Linked DNA regions of Mus musculus: regions 1, 2, 4 and 5 are each linked to region 3. Evidence: chromatin contacts called from public Hi-C and promoter capture Hi-C data. All regions are on one chromosome and are shown on one strand. The core of a region is the stretch at or near the end of the contact, and the rest is flanking DNA. Distances in the headings are between cores, read along the strand shown. Region 1 holds the start of Tbx1 (T-box 1). Region 2 holds the start of Dnajb11 (DnaJ heat shock protein family (Hsp40) member B11). Region 3 holds the start of Polr2h (polymerase (RNA) II (DNA directed) polypeptide H). Region 4 holds the start of Trmt2a (TRM2 tRNA methyltransferase 2A). Region 5 holds the start of Eif4a2 (eukaryotic translation initiation factor 4A2).

Evidence for each region. Promoter capture Hi-C pulls out the DNA fragments that hold promoters and counts their contacts. A called contact is a pair of places that touch in the nucleus more often than the background predicts.
Region 1: a promoter capture Hi-C map of hippocampal neurons shows a contact between it and region 3, with 5 times the contacts expected there. The contact joins the promoter of Tbx1 here to the promoter of Polr2h in region 3. A contact is called at or near these places in 2 of 39 promoter capture datasets (cranial neural crest and hippocampal neurons) and 1 of 9 other capture datasets (adipose tissue).
Region 2: a contact with region 3 is called in a promoter capture Hi-C map of liver, with 8 times the contacts expected there. The contact joins the promoter of Dnajb11 here to the promoter of Polr2h in region 3. A contact is called at or near these places in 4 of 39 promoter capture datasets (erythroid cells, liver and pre-B cells) and 1 of 9 other capture datasets (adipose tissue).
Region 4: a promoter capture Hi-C map of liver shows a contact between it and region 3, with 8 times the contacts expected there. The contact joins the promoter of Trmt2a here to the promoter of Polr2h in region 3. A contact is called at or near these places in 8 of 39 promoter capture datasets (the C10 cell line, cranial neural crest, embryonic stem cells and 4 more), 1 of 115 datasets of contacts at active chromatin or transcription factors (astrocytes) and 2 of 9 other capture datasets (adipose tissue and liver).
Region 5: a Hi-C map of uterus shows a contact between it and region 3, with 5 times the contacts expected there. The contact joins the promoter of Eif4a2 here to the promoter of Polr2h in region 3. A contact is called at or near these places in 4 of 39 promoter capture datasets (the 3T3-L1 cell line, the HPC-7 cell line, hematopoietic stem and progenitor cells and 1 more), 1 of 484 Hi-C or Micro-C datasets (uterus) and 1 of 9 other capture datasets (adipose tissue).

Annotation. Positions count from the first base shown.
Region 1 is chr16:18,585,553-18,588,252 of GRCm38.p6, reverse strand. It overlaps Tbx1 (T-box 1), which reads left to right and starts at 1,284. Exons shown (of 7, transcript NM_011532.2): 1 at 1,284-1,717. The coding sequence starts at 1,314.
Region 2 is chr16:22,856,541-22,859,240 of GRCm38.p6, reverse strand. It overlaps Dnajb11 (DnaJ heat shock protein family (Hsp40) member B11), which reads right to left and starts at 1,396. Exons shown (of 10, transcript NM_001190804.1): 1 at 1,132-1,396. The coding sequence starts at 1,199. It overlaps Tbccd1 (TBCC domain containing 1), which reads left to right and starts at 1,572. Exons shown (of 8, transcript NM_001081368.2): 1 at 1,572-1,896.
Region 3 is chr16:20,716,505-20,719,204 of GRCm38.p6, reverse strand. Polr2h (polymerase (RNA) II (DNA directed) polypeptide H) reads right to left here and starts at 1,379. Exons shown (of 5, transcript NM_145632.2): 1 at 1,211-1,379; 2 at 298-381; 3 at 121-214. The coding sequence starts at 1,283. Clcn2 (chloride channel, voltage-sensitive 2) reads left to right here and starts at 2,569. Exons shown (of 24, transcript NM_009900.2): 1 at 2,569-2,700.
Region 4 is chr16:18,247,504-18,250,203 of GRCm38.p6, reverse strand. It overlaps Trmt2a (TRM2 tRNA methyltransferase 2A), which reads right to left and starts at 1,321. Exons shown (of 12, transcript NM_001080999.2): 1 at 953-1,321; 2 at 171-718. The coding sequence starts at 973. It overlaps Ranbp1 (RAN binding protein 1), which reads left to right and starts at 1,510. Exons shown (of 6, transcript NM_011239.2): 1 at 1,510-1,656. The coding sequence starts at 1,642.
Region 5 is chr16:23,106,112-23,108,811 of GRCm38.p6, reverse strand. It overlaps Eif4a2 (eukaryotic translation initiation factor 4A2), which reads right to left and starts at 1,344. Exons shown (of 11, transcript NM_013506.3): 1 at 992-1,344; 2 at 179-224; 3 at 1-93. The coding sequence starts at 1,020.

The DNA of each region.
Region 1 (2,700 bases), core at 35-2,534, 2.1 Mb after region 3:
CCCCGGGCCCCCTGCGCTGGGCTGGGCGCGGTGCGGCTGGGCGTACGCAGTCGGAGGCGGCGCCGGTCAGGCCCGGGCGCCTATGGACGCGCGGAGCCCGCTGTCTGCCCGGGCCAGCGCGTTCAGCATCGCCTCTCTTGTTGCAGCCGAGGCCTCGGAGGGCACCGCCCACCGGGGCCCCAGGCCCTCGGACCGGGCGAAACTTCGCCGGCTACCAGGATCCCCAGCCGGGATGCACTTCAGCACAGTCACCAGGGACATGGAAGGTGAGCCCTTCTGTCCGCGTCTATACTGTCAGGCCGCCCGCCAGTCCCCTGCTGTGAGGCCCTGCGGCCCAGCGGGTGGGAAGGAGCTCTAGGCCGGGTGGGCTCCAACCTTGAAGCTGGGACTCTGGGACAGGAAGAAAGGGCGGCATTCCCCAAAGTCAGTCCACCCACCATCCTAGGACTCCAACTTCTGGGATTGAGCAGTCTTCTGAAGTCTGAAGAAGGGGCGCCTTTGAGCTGGAAGAAGCAAAGATGGTTAGAGAAGAGTCAGGGAACGCAGTAAAAGGAGGGGGCGGGGGAACAAAAACAAACAAACAAACAACAACAACAACAACAAAAACCAAAAATACAAATCAATGAGAGCAGCCAAGAGGGGAAAAAAAAGGAGAAAACAGAAAATATGACAAAGGTGAGAAAGGCAGATACACGCAAAGGAAATAAAGATAACGAAAGAGAAAATGAAGGATAGGATAGCTTGAGACAGAAATGTAACTTCATTAAAGAACAAGAGAAAGGCTGAAGATTCATTTACGATTGAAAGGGCAAAGACGAATAGTAGAGAACACACAAAAATAAGAGGAAGAAGTTAGACGGAAGGGAAGACATGAAAATTTGAAATTGGAGAGAGTGACACCGAGAAAAGAGAGAGGCAGGGGGTTTAAGAAGAAGCTGGAGCGAGAGAAAGGAGACAGAATGTGAGAAGTTGAAACCAGGGACACAAAAGGTAGAGGAAGAAGAACTTGGGGAGCGTCTGGCACAGAAGAAAAGCCAGAGCGCGCTGGCGGCGGGGAGGGCCGCGCACCGGCCCGTCGTCCCCGGAGCCGGTCGGAGCGGTCGGGGGGCCCGGGCCCGCGGAGCCTCGGCGGGGGAGGGGCGGGGGGAGGGGCACGGGCTATTGTCTCGGCGGGGCGGGGCGGGGCGGGGCGGCTCCGCGGGGCCGGCCCGCGGGGTGGGGCGGTGCGGCCCGGGGCGCGTGCGGCGCAGCGCCCGCCACTCGGCCCGCCGCGCGGGACGGCGCTCTGATCAGCGGCGGGTGGCCTTCGGGTCATGATCTCCGCCGTGTCTAGTCCGTGGCTCACGCAGCTCTCGCACTTCTGCGACGTTGCAGCCTTCGCAGCCAGCAGTCTGAGCGGCCTGGGATCCCCGTCGCCTGGCGCCGACCCGTTCGGCCCTCGCGAGCCGCCGCCACCGCGCTACGATCCGTGCGCTGCAGTCCCCGGTGCCCCGGGCCCGCCGCCGCCGCGCGCCTATCCTTTCGCGCCCGCCCCCGGGGCGGCTGGCAGCTCGGCGGCGGAGTCCGAGGGTCCGGGGGCTAGCCGCGCGGCTGCGGTCAAGGCTCCGGTGAAGAAGAACCCGAAGGTGGCCAGCGTGAGCGTGCAGCTGGAGATGAAGGCGCTGTGGGACGAGTTCAATCAGCTGGGCACCGAGATGATCGTCACCAAGGCAGGCAGGTCAGGCGCCCCTTCCCCGCGCCCCTGTCCACGTGCGTTCTGTGCCTCTGACTGCGTGTCAGGGATGCGCAGGAGCCCGGCTGAAAAGCGGATGAAGGTGCAGCGGGGCCACCTGCGAGTCCTTCTGGCCTCTCTGCTGACCCGGCTCCAGCGACAACCCGCGGAGCGCCAACCGCGAGTCCTGGGACTCTTCGAATTCGAGGGAAATCTTTGGGCCGAATGTGCGCCCGACTGCGGCGGTTAGGCAGCTGCCACCTAGGAAACTCCCGCGTGGGTTTCGTTCAGTATGTAGGGCAATCCAAAGAGCAAACATCCCCTAGGTGTATGGATAATTTTAGGAAAGAGTTAAGACCCTTAAAAGCCATTGCGCTCATTTTCCGGGAACTCGAGACCTGGTTTTCCTGGGCCTCAATTTTGGCCGCTTGTGGGCCCGGTTCTTCACAAGCCTGGCAGGGTATCCGTGCCAGTGCCTGGTTATTTGTTTTCAGGGCCGAGAGGGAAAAAGGAACAATTGCAGATGCTCCCGATTTGACCAGTAGACAAAGGCGGGTGCTGGGTTGTGTCTAATGTACACACCAGCTCCGTGGCCAAGGAGGCTCAGGGCCTGTTTGCAAAGCCTTCTCGAGGTTTCTGTTTCCCTGCTGTGCAGCCCTCCCTGGGGAACTTAGGCCTGTCCTTAGCTGCTGCTCTGTGGATTTTCTCCAGGCTCTTTAGCTGTCCATACCACCCAACACAGCCTCCTGAAGACAACAGCGGCTTGGCCTTCTGGTCCGGGCAGGCAAACGAGGGCCGTGAATGTCACTGGAGGGATTTAGAGGAGAGGGAGGAAATAGGAAAACATACGCTGAGCCTTTTGCAAACAGGTTCTTGGGGAGGCTCTGGCCAGGTCTTGAGAGTTGAAGGCTGGAGTGCTGGGGTGTCCGTGTGACTTGGGGGGAGGATGTTTGGGATCACTACTGCACCGGTTTCACTTTGTTGGACCC
Region 2 (2,700 bases), core at 147-2,646, 2.1 Mb before region 3:
AGAAATTTAAAGTATGTCACAAAGAAGAAATGATAAGATTAAAGCAAACAAAACAAAACAAAATAAAGAAAATAACTTTAAAAGCTATGCTAAGCAGTGAGTTTCCCATTATGAACAACCTATAAATTGTCAAAATCTGACATCTATGAGCTTTTGGTGTGTTTTTATTTTTGCAGTTATGTATATATTTGAAATAGCATGTGATATAGGCCAGGCAAATCTGGAACTCAGTCGATAGCTGAAAATGACCTTGAGTTCTGACCCACCTATTTTCATCAGCCCAAAGAAGGGATTGAGGGTGAAGGCATTCTAGAACACAAGTCCAACATACCATATCCTAAGTCACCACATCTATAGGGTCGTGCATGCATTTAAATGCTGGGAGAAACTTTAAGCCTGCTCTTTCTCCCTGAAAGTTGGCACAGTTATCCCTGATTTCAGGAACTTGACACAGTTCCTTCAAGCTTGTAGGATTCCTAAGAGTGGCATGAGACTAGAATCCCAGTTTTTATCGCCTGTTAGAGAACTGTTGTCACTCAGACCATCCAGCTCAGGAAGGAACCATGGTGAGAGGCAGCGAGGCAAGAAGACAGTTCAGGTTCGTTAGCCCAAGAAGGTGGGAAGTACAAGGTCTCTCTAAAGTGTCTTGCTGCTCTCTCAAGCCAACTTTCTTCAGTCTGAGCTTGGCTTCCTTTCTTGCTCTCCTCATTTGACATGGCATCATGGCCCACCCACTTTAGTGTCAGCCTTTTGGAGGCTTGTTGCAAACTGGGTAACCCACAGTCCCACTCTGGAACTCAGACGTCAAGGACGTATCTATAATCTCAACCCCAGCTTGACACTCGCTTCCTTCATTTCCATCAAGAGCCTCATCCCTCAGACGTCCGCCTCCCTTCTTCTGCTCACAGCCACTTAACTCCCTCCAATCCCCAAACGTGGTATTTGGCTCTGCAACCAACCCCCGCTCTTCCTGGGGGAAACCTGGCCCTGCACCGCCAGCCTGGCCCACACTACCCCCTTGTCCCTCGACCCGGCAGTGCCCCTCCCTCACTCCTCGATGTCACCCGCGTCCTTCTCAGCAAGGGCCGCCCCTCGGCCTCTTGCTGCACGCGCGGGAGCCCCCTTCCTCACCCGGCGATCACAGTCCCGATGAGGTACAGCAGCAACAGGCAGAAGGTGCTCAGGTTCTGCGGGGCCATGGCGTCCCCTGGTCCTACCCTCTCAGCCTCCGGTGCCGCTGCGTCGGCTGACCAGCCCTTCCGGCCCAGGGAGGCCGCCTCACGCCGGGGTCTCTCTCTTGCCCGGCCGCGGAGACAGGTAGCGCGCCCCTTCCTCAGCTGCCACCTTCCGGGAGCCCCAGAGCCGGCGAGCAGCCAGGCGTGGGCCAATCGCCGCCGGGGACATCACACGCGGCCGCCACTCCGCAGCCAATCAGCGCGGTACACTTCACCTCCGAGGCGGCGCGGGAAGCCAATCAGACAGCAGAACAGCCGTCGTGTCCGCCGGCCAATGGGAAGAGAAAACGTCAGAGGTTCGCGCCGCCCGGAAGCGGCTGAGAACCGGAGAGAGTTAGGAGCCGAGAAAGAGCGCGCTGCTGTAGGAAACCCGAATGTCCACCAATCGCGAGGCTCCTTCCCGATTCCGACCAATTGCTTGAGAGAGGTCTTACTACCAGTCTGGAAGCTACGCCATGTGCACACGTGACTTGCGAGCGCTCACCGAAGTGCAACCCCAGGAGGTGTCAAAGTACGTGGGGCGTCTTGCCTGGGGATAGGCTCTCCCAGTACTAACTTATTACAGTCTCGCTACCGTGGAAAAGAGGGACCTGGTACCTTGTAGAGACGCCGCCATAGAGACCGACTTAAGTTAAGATTCGGCTTCCAGCACTCCGTAGCGGTGAGGCAGCCCCATCTCCACCCCACTTTCGAACCTGTTTTCTACAGAACTAAGGCAAAGCGTTCTCTGGCAGTGTTGGGAATTAATTAAACTTTTTTTTTTCCTGCAAGTTTCCTAGCAGAATTGCACACAGCAAGCATGCAATCAATAAAAGGCACTAGAGCTTGTTCATCGGTTGCTCTTTTCTCCAGTTTTGTTTACCTCAGACAACTAGTTGTTTAGGACAGCTTCTCAGCTTAGCTTCCTGCATAACCTATTCAGATTTTTATCAGTGAACCGTAATGTGTGCTTGTCCACTATAGCTCCACCTCTGAGTCATAATTATCTCCTGCTTGCAAAGGTCTCATAACCGATCTCCCTGCCTCCAAACTTCATATCTTGATACACTATTTTAAAGTTCCTCTGCTCTCCACCCTATGATTGTGTGCACTCGGGAGCGCACTAGGGAACCTGGAGATCACAGATTAGACTAGGCTGGTGGACCCAGGAGCTCGAGAACCGTCTCTGTCTCTTGAGTGCTGGGAATCCAGGACGTTGTTGTTGCAGTTGCTACAATGGGCGGAATTCAAGACCCCCTGTTTGTATGGCAAGTAAGTGGCAAGCTTTATGGACTGAACTATCCCCAGCGCACTCCCGCTTTTTAAAAACTATGTCAAATCATCCTCTCCTGCTTAAAACCTTTAGTGGCTTTTCATTGCACTCAAAGTAAAAGGCCAAGTCTATGGTAACTTACAAAGCTGTCTAATTTAATGATATATATCCTCACCTATTAAATATCGTAGCATGTTCCAGAATAATCAACTC
Region 3 (2,700 bases), core at 130-2,629:
GTATCCAAGAAATCAAATTTTCTATAACATATAGTTATACATATGTATATCCATAATCTACATATTATACTTTCTCTGCACTATATTCTTATCTTAGTCACTTGTTTACTGCTACCTCACCTGGAAGGCCTGTCATCTGTGGGGTTGTATTCACCATCATCCAAGGTACCATCTTCATACAAAGTACTAGCTATAACCAACCGGAACTTGTCACCTGAATAGAGCAGCAACATCAGGGTAAAGAAGTAGACACCTAAGACCAAAATCCTCTTGCCATTGCCCGTATTCAATACTTACCTAAGTCCACAGGGTAAATCTGAATGTTTACATCTAAGATGAGGTCCATCTTGAAAGATTCACTCTCACAGTGCAGCCGGGATACTGGGGAAGAGTGCATGACAGACATGATTACAAAGTCTATCGATGCCAGCTTGGGGTCAAATGCAAGAGATCAAATCATCTAACATGCACACACCCACCAGCCTCCCACAACTGCAATCAGAATCAGATTCACAAGAGGGAAGAAGGCAGTAACCTCAGCAAGTGACAGGGTCCCAAGCAAGCGGCAAAGCTCCTCCAGCAGTGGCCAGTCTCCAGGCTCTAACTAAAAACGCCTGGATGATTTAGACTAGAGTCTCACTGGTCCTGAGACTTCCTCTTTCTAGCAGGAGACACTGCTGAGGGAATCTGAGGGATGTATTCAAAACTGACATCTGTCTTAAGACATTTGCCTCCAGGCTAAGCGACACCAAGAAGAAACAACTTCCGGATCGTTGGGAAAATAAATACACCAAGCGGTCAACTGAATGAAATTCAGAGAGCTTCGGAAAGAGCTAACTTGTTCTTAGGCTAATACAAAATTATTGGTTAGGAAGGCAGGTAGGTAACTCGCTGCAAGACCTGGGGTAACAAAAGAGATAAGGCACCATCTACTTTTTCCAAGAATAAAGTTCAGAGCACGGTAGAGCACATAATAACTGTGTAGGGAGTTAGAAAGGTTCCCAGGGGTATGCCAGCACCCAGCTAAGGGCCACCCACCGGGCACCAGGCACCGCAAATATAATAGAAAAAGCTGTCTCAAGTTTCTCATTCACGAAAAAAAAAAAAAAACTGTTTCCTGAGGGAGGTACCGAGAGGGTGGGGCGGGCCAGCCACTTGGGGTGGGTGGGCATGTTGGCCACTTCCCTCCTACCGCCCCGACACCGCTTACCTCGGTCAAATTTCTTGCCTTCTGGGTCGATGTCTTTCACATCGAAAATATCCTCGAACAGGATGCCCGCCATCGCGAAGGGCACGAAAGCTGCAGAGGATGTGAGCGCGCGGCCACCACTGGGGATTCGCGCACCCCCTCACGTGGAGAAAAGTAAGACAGGGCAGAGTACCGCCCCAAAAGCGGCAACGAGGCCGAGGGCGCGTGCGCACGGGCTGCAGTCACGCAGCCACTTCCGCTGCCTCCTTCTCGGGGCTTCTTCACTTCCGCCGGGAAGGGCCACCTCCGAGGTGCTCGGGCCTTGTGGGCGAGTCTCAAAACTCGGTGACTCCGTCCAAGGCGGGGACAGATTAAGTCCCACCTCCGACGGGGTACCGCGCTGCGCCCGGCTCGACGGCGCCCTCTTCAGACTGTGGATCCCAAAGCGTGGAAAGCTTGGGGGCCTAACCCAGCCAGGAACCTTGATCCTTGGCCCAGAGAAGCCCGGCCCTAGCCCTTCCCTGAAGTCCGCGTGCCGGCCGAGGGCACAGTCCGCGCTGCAGGCAGGTGGAGCAGAACCCCGCCCGCAGAGCACCAGCCCTCCAGGACCCGGTGCCCAGCCCCTCAGACTGTCACCAAGATCCCCAAAGCTGGTGCGAGCTGGCTCGGACCAGCTAGACATCACCGGAGCCGGGTGCGTCCGGTTTGGGAATTTGCCATGATGTCACTCTCGGGGAAAGGAAAGCCCGCATTGTGCCCTCCCCTGGGGCTTCACCTCCTCGCCACTCCCGTCTTCCCTTGGCCCTGCTTGGCACTAGCCTCACACTGATCCCCTAGAACACTGCCAACTGAACTTGGTACTGCCTGTCACCCCACTATACCACCCTCTTCTGGACACTGAAGTGCGCCTTTCACTGGGAGGCGACAGCTCGCAATACCTTCTTTCTAGGTGCTACCTCCTCTCATTACAGCCCCTGTGCTGGGCACCCTCTTGTTTCTTGAATGAGTCTTCATCCTGGTACTATTCTTTCTCCACAGATTTCTGGACACTGTCCTCTCCAGTGGCTCCAACCTAACGCTGCCCATCCTCTTTGTGCCCTCGACACCTTCTTCTTGTCCTTCCCAGGACCCCGAAAGACAATGTGGAGCCTCAGTAGGCCGTTTCCTCAGGGCGTCAGCAGCTACTCAAATTCCCCCTTAAGCGGTGCCTGGGAGGAGCGACCTCTGCTCCCCCCCCCCCCCACACACACACACACACCCGCCTCCCAGGAGCGGCCTCCCCCGCACCAATAGCTCCCTTCCCTCGGGCCTCACCCCTTCCCGTCCCCTCCCACCTCCACCTCCGCCCCTCTTTCCAGGCCTAGCCATTCCAGGTGCACCTTCCCGGGGGAACCCGGAGGAAAGGAAGGAGAAAGGGAGGCAAGGAGGGAGCCGGCTCTCGGGCATCCTCCCAGATGCGTCTGAGCCGCCTGAAAGTGTGAAGCAGAGGCTGCCCCTGTCCGGTCTGGCTT
Region 4 (2,700 bases), core at 72-2,571, 2.5 Mb after region 3:
TTCTGATGGTCTTAGGCAACCCCTCTGAAAGTCTGGTGACCCACTGGTTCCCACCAATGGTACAGAACCATTGACATAAACTCTGTGTGTATCTTGAATTGCTTACATGGCTAATGGACCAGGCCAAGAGCAAAACCCAGCTCTGCTTGGGATGTCAGCACCACACTCACTTGGCCAGTTTCTGTAGCACCCGCTCACATTCCAGTCGCTTCTGCTCCAGCTGCTCAGTGTAGGGCACTGTCCACAGAGGGGTCACCACATCGGCAATTTGTGTTACTGATGGCTCACTATCACCTTCTTGCCGCCTCTTCCTAGCCATGGGGTCAGCCTTGGGTCGGGCCAGGCGTACGCTGAGCGGACAGCCTTTCCAGAGAGCACCGTGCAGCACTCGCAAGGCCTTGTCTCGTTCAGCAGCGCTTCGGAATGTTACAAAGGCACATGGTGGCTGTCCAAAGAGTTTGATTTTGTGGGACTGTAGACCAAAACGGCCTAGAAAACGCCGGACGTCACTGAAGCTGGCGTGGCGAGGTACATTTTGGAGCTCCAGTTTAAAGATTTCTGATGTGAACAAGTCATCCCTTATGTAGCTGTAGAGCCCAGGCTGCGTTCCAGGCCCTGCAGCTGGCCCAGGCCCTGCTTCCTCTTTTTGACATAGTGGGGCCGCAGAGCTGGGTACAGCACTGGCATCCTGGCCGCAGTCCTCCATGGGCTCCGGAACCTACGTGGGAACAGACGGGCCTGGCTGAAGGCTCTAATTGGTATGACTCGCTCCCCCAAACCGCTGACAGATCTCCATTAGTGCACACTCCACGAAGCCCTGGAGAAACCCGTTCTTTTACTCTCGAGACCCAATTCTCCCCCATCCTATCTTTGATCCGACAGTAATGACTGCTGCCCCAACCCACCTCCGCCCACCCCGTCCACATCTCCTGCACGTCTCCCTTTGCTTTACTTCCGCGGCCGGCTCACTCATCTCCTGGCTCGTCTGTTGCCCGGACCAGGGTGCTCACGAGGACCACCGGCTCGGCCTCCCACCCAACAAGGGCGCAGATACGAGGTACGCCGCCGTGAAGGTAGACCGCAGCTCCACACAGGGACTCAAAACTCGGGTGCTCAGAGCTGGGACTGAGGTTTGCGGATGCACTGTCCCCAAGGGCCACACGCTGCGCCTGCCTTCGGCTGGCCAGCGCACACTAGCTGCGTCTCCTCTCTCTAAGGGCTTGGTTCCGATGACGTCACCGCCGCGCGCCGAGTCCCGACTGATCCTTCCAGCAGCCGCTCACGCCAGCGTCGGAGGCACTCAGCCTGCAGGCGGAAGTGCGCGCGTGGGTCGCCGGGAGAGCGCGCTCCCCGGGCTGAGGCGCGGCCGGGCATGCGCCGCGGGCGTTTTGGCGGGAAGCGCGGGGCGGGCCGGACAATGAATGTCCGCTGTCGGAGCCAATAAAGCTACACTGGTTTTGAATCACTGCGCGTTTCCCGCCGCTGGGGTCAGGGGTCAGGGTTCGGGTCGGGGGGCGGAGGGAAGAGCGGACGGGCGGGAGCGCCGGCGCCAGACGCGGAGGAAAGGAGCTGCGACTAGCCGCCCAGAGGCCGCCGAGCCAGCGACGCCTGAGCTAGTCGAGCCACCGTCGCCGCGCCCCCATGGCGGCCGCCAAGGTACAGCGAGGCCCGGGTGGGGCAGGGCAGCCGGAGAGGCAAGGGCCGCTATGGGCGGCCACGTGGGCGGCCCGCGCCTCGGCCTCCAACCCTCGCTGGCTTGCGGGTTCGGGGCCTGTCGAGGCGCCTGGGCCTGGGGTGCTCGAGGTCTTTGGGGGTCCGCGAGTGGGAGCTGCTGGCCAAGACTCCGATCTCGGGGTCTACAGGGCGGCGCGTGACCTTGTGGTCTGCGGATGAACAGCCATGCCCAAACTGGGCTCCCGGCTTCACCTGGGGACCTGGAGGTGGCCGATCTCCTCCGTCGTGGCCCACTTGTGATCTTCCCATTAGGGGCGGCAATCCTCCTTCCAGTTGCACGCAGACCCCTTCATTCATTAGGACATTGCGCCTTCGGTGGGGAAAGCTCGCGTCCCAGCGCAGGGTACAGATATTAGACGCGCGGACTCTGGGCGGGGGCGGCTTTGTTGGTGGCTCGTGTGTCGGCCGCAGCTTAGCCGCAGTGCTGAGAAACCGAACGAAAGGTTTCTGTTTCTTTATCCTGTTGAGTTAGGTAGTGAGTCTGGGATTTCTCTATATTATCAAAGCACGTGATCTTGTCAGATTTAAACATGCATGTCCTTGTAATTCTCCAAGTTGAGTCAGAATCTTAGAGCTTATTTGTCATACTTTTCCTAGCTTCTTTCGGCTTAAAATTTCAAGCTTGGGTATTATTGCTGGAGGGATTGTAAACTAACAAGTGCTTGGATAACCCTCAGTAAAAACTGTTACGGCTGCTCTTCCTTTTGAGTATATCATGTTCTTTTTCATGGTGGGTATTTTTTTTTTTAACAGAAGAGGAAGTTTCTCCCAAGCTACTTTGCCAAGGACTTGGGTGTGTGTAACCCATTGATGTTTGAGTGTGTAGGAGTGTCAAAATACACAGTCTTGTTTCATGATATCCTGTGATTTTTTTTTTTTTTTTTGTGATGCTGGTTGTAAATACAATCAGATGATGTGAAAGATAAAACCAAAGGCTTAATTTCCAATTTGGGGAGGCATTTTCCA
Region 5 (2,700 bases), core at 95-2,594, 2.4 Mb before region 3:
AGGCTTCTCAAAACCATATGCATAGATGCCTCGAAGAAGGGACTCCTTTAAATTCATATCATCAAAGTTATCAACAATTTCATTCCAGTTGCTCTGTAAGTTAATAATGAAACTATGAATAAGACATGAAAAAAAAATGTACCTTTCCAAACCTTTAACGTCCACACCCACTCCTTACCTCGATGACACCATCGGGGTCCATTCCCTCTGGGCCGCCATGTTCTCTGCTGACAACAACACTGCAGTTAGACATACTGCTTCCAAGCCACGCAGAGACCCTTAAAGGGCCCTTCCACCCCGTACCTCATTCCCCTCCGCGCCCCTGTGCTCTGCTGAAAACGCCTCAAAACCGGCCGCAATGCTGCGAAGCGCCATTCGCCCTCCCCAACAGCTTGGGACTTGGACCCCTAAGTATAGACGCCCCTTTACTCAGTGCCCTAGGACCAGGCCCTCCCGCTTGGGAAGCGAAGCTCTCGCGAGTGCTCCGCGCGCCGAGCTCCGCCCCTAACTCTGCGCAAGCCGGCGTGATTGACGCCGAAAGGCCCAGGCAGGTCCATGCCAACGGCTCCGTCGCTCCGTTTCACGGTCCAGGGTGATCGTCCCCTGGCCGTCCAATCTCCCATCTCGACAGAACCCTAAGAACGCCAGCTCGCGCCACTGGCCGCCAATAAACCTTCGGGTCCCGGTTACCCGCCCCTAAGCAGTCTGCGCCACGGCTCCGCTTGCCATATCCCGTACGGGGAGGGGCAGCAGCCAAGATGTCACAATGTGTCCTAAGAAAGGGCATCCTTAATACTCCGTTCTTGTATCCGTCCTGTCTCCCCAACATCTGGAGTCTTACCATCATGGAAGCTTCTCGAAGGGCACAAGGAGAAGTGTGTGCCCTAAGAAAAAGCCCGCATACCTGCAGTGTGGCCGCCAAGCAACCCACCTCAACGCGGGTCCTAGTGACCTTGACTACAGGCCACCGGCCGCCCCGGGAGCGCCGTACCTGTTGTAATCCGCGGAGCCACCAGACATGATCCGAAAACCCACTCAGCGCCCGACTGAAAAGACAGGCGGACGGCGCCGCCCGTTTTTTATAGGCTCGCGGCCGGAACCCGTTTCTCGCGGAGGAATTTCCTTATTCCCCTTTCGGAAGCCACAAAATTGTACTCCTGGAGTTTGTTACCGGAGGTGAAGCCCTACAGGAGTCGATGACAAAATCCACATTTCACTATTACTTGGTATTACAGCGTTCCCGGAGATCCACGAATCGGGAACGGGTCTGGGACTCTTTGCTTTCGGCGGAAGAATATTGCAGCAGCGCGACCGCGCGCCGCGCTCCTCGGCCGCCCTGCTCCTACGGGGTTTCCGCGGCCCTGCCGCAGAGGCCGGCGGAGCCCTGGGCGCTTAGGGCGGAAGCCGGTGGCGCTGTTCGCTGGCGGGCGGCGTCTCCAGGACGCAGCTCCGGGCTACCTGCGCGTCAGCGTGCCCTTGGTCCGAGCCACCGCGTTCCGTGCCGGAACAGAATAGGGTTACCCCGCCCGTTCTCACTGCTGTTTAATGTGACAGGAAAGGGCTACCTGGCATTTCGCCCAGCCATTTAATATCCATTCAGATCTGGAACGTGTGAAACCCCTGCCACGGAAAATGTCGGCCACCCAGCACATCCTAGGAAATCCAGTTTGCAGTTCTATTTTTGTAAGACGAGAAGCACAGTGTGTAGTATCATTAACAGATGTCCCTAGGGTGGTGATTCGATTTTCATCTCTTTCTGGTCGGTCGTCTTCAGCTCTGGCTTAAAAAATAATGCTAATAATTTCAACCTAACAGGTGCGAGAAATGACTGATAGAATCACTACCAACTTGTGCAAAGGACCTGTCATTCTTTGTAACACAGAAATGTAAATGGGTGCTTCTGGCAGACTCAGCCCTAGCACTTCAAGAGCTGATTGTCTCTTCTGGTAAAACAAAACAAAAACAAAAAACAAAAACGATTTTAATCATCTAATATTGCCTTACTGAAATTGAGACAATATAGTTCGTATTGCTCGTAATAAACTTGCATGGCTGCATAAGCCTAGACGTTTCCAGTCAGCCACAACTCGAGCCCCTTGCAAAAAAATATAAGATATTTAATCCTTGAATTTTAAAATATGAAAGTATCCTGAACACTCAAAAATTTTTCTCATTAATTCAGAAGACCAAAGACTGACTAACCAGAGAAGGAAAAGGCTCAGTTTGGTAATTTACGAAAAGTATTTGGCTCTAAAAAGATTAAATTAGATTAAATTGTATTTGTTTATTTATTGAGTGTGCACCTCAGCGCGTGGAAGTCAACGGACGACTCTTAGGAGTTGATTCGTCTCCTACTACTTGGATCCCACAAGTGGGTCCTGGGGATGGAACTTAGGTCAGCATGCCCTAAGGCCAGCATTGAATCATCTTGCCAGCCCTATGTGCTATCCTTACTCAAAAATAAAACCTGTACTTATTTGGAAGTTATTGTGTCAGAAACTGTTACAAAATGATGACAAAATAGAGACCGGGTGTGGTGACATGGACTTTTAACCCTAGCACTCAGGAAGTGGAGGCTCGTGGATCCCTGCAAGTCTTAGAGGGTTCAGGCCAGCAAGGGCTATATAATGAGACCTTGCCTCAAGGGACAAGTGAGTGAGTGACAAAATGGATTGGCCATCCTGTGTAGAGTCTCTTTCA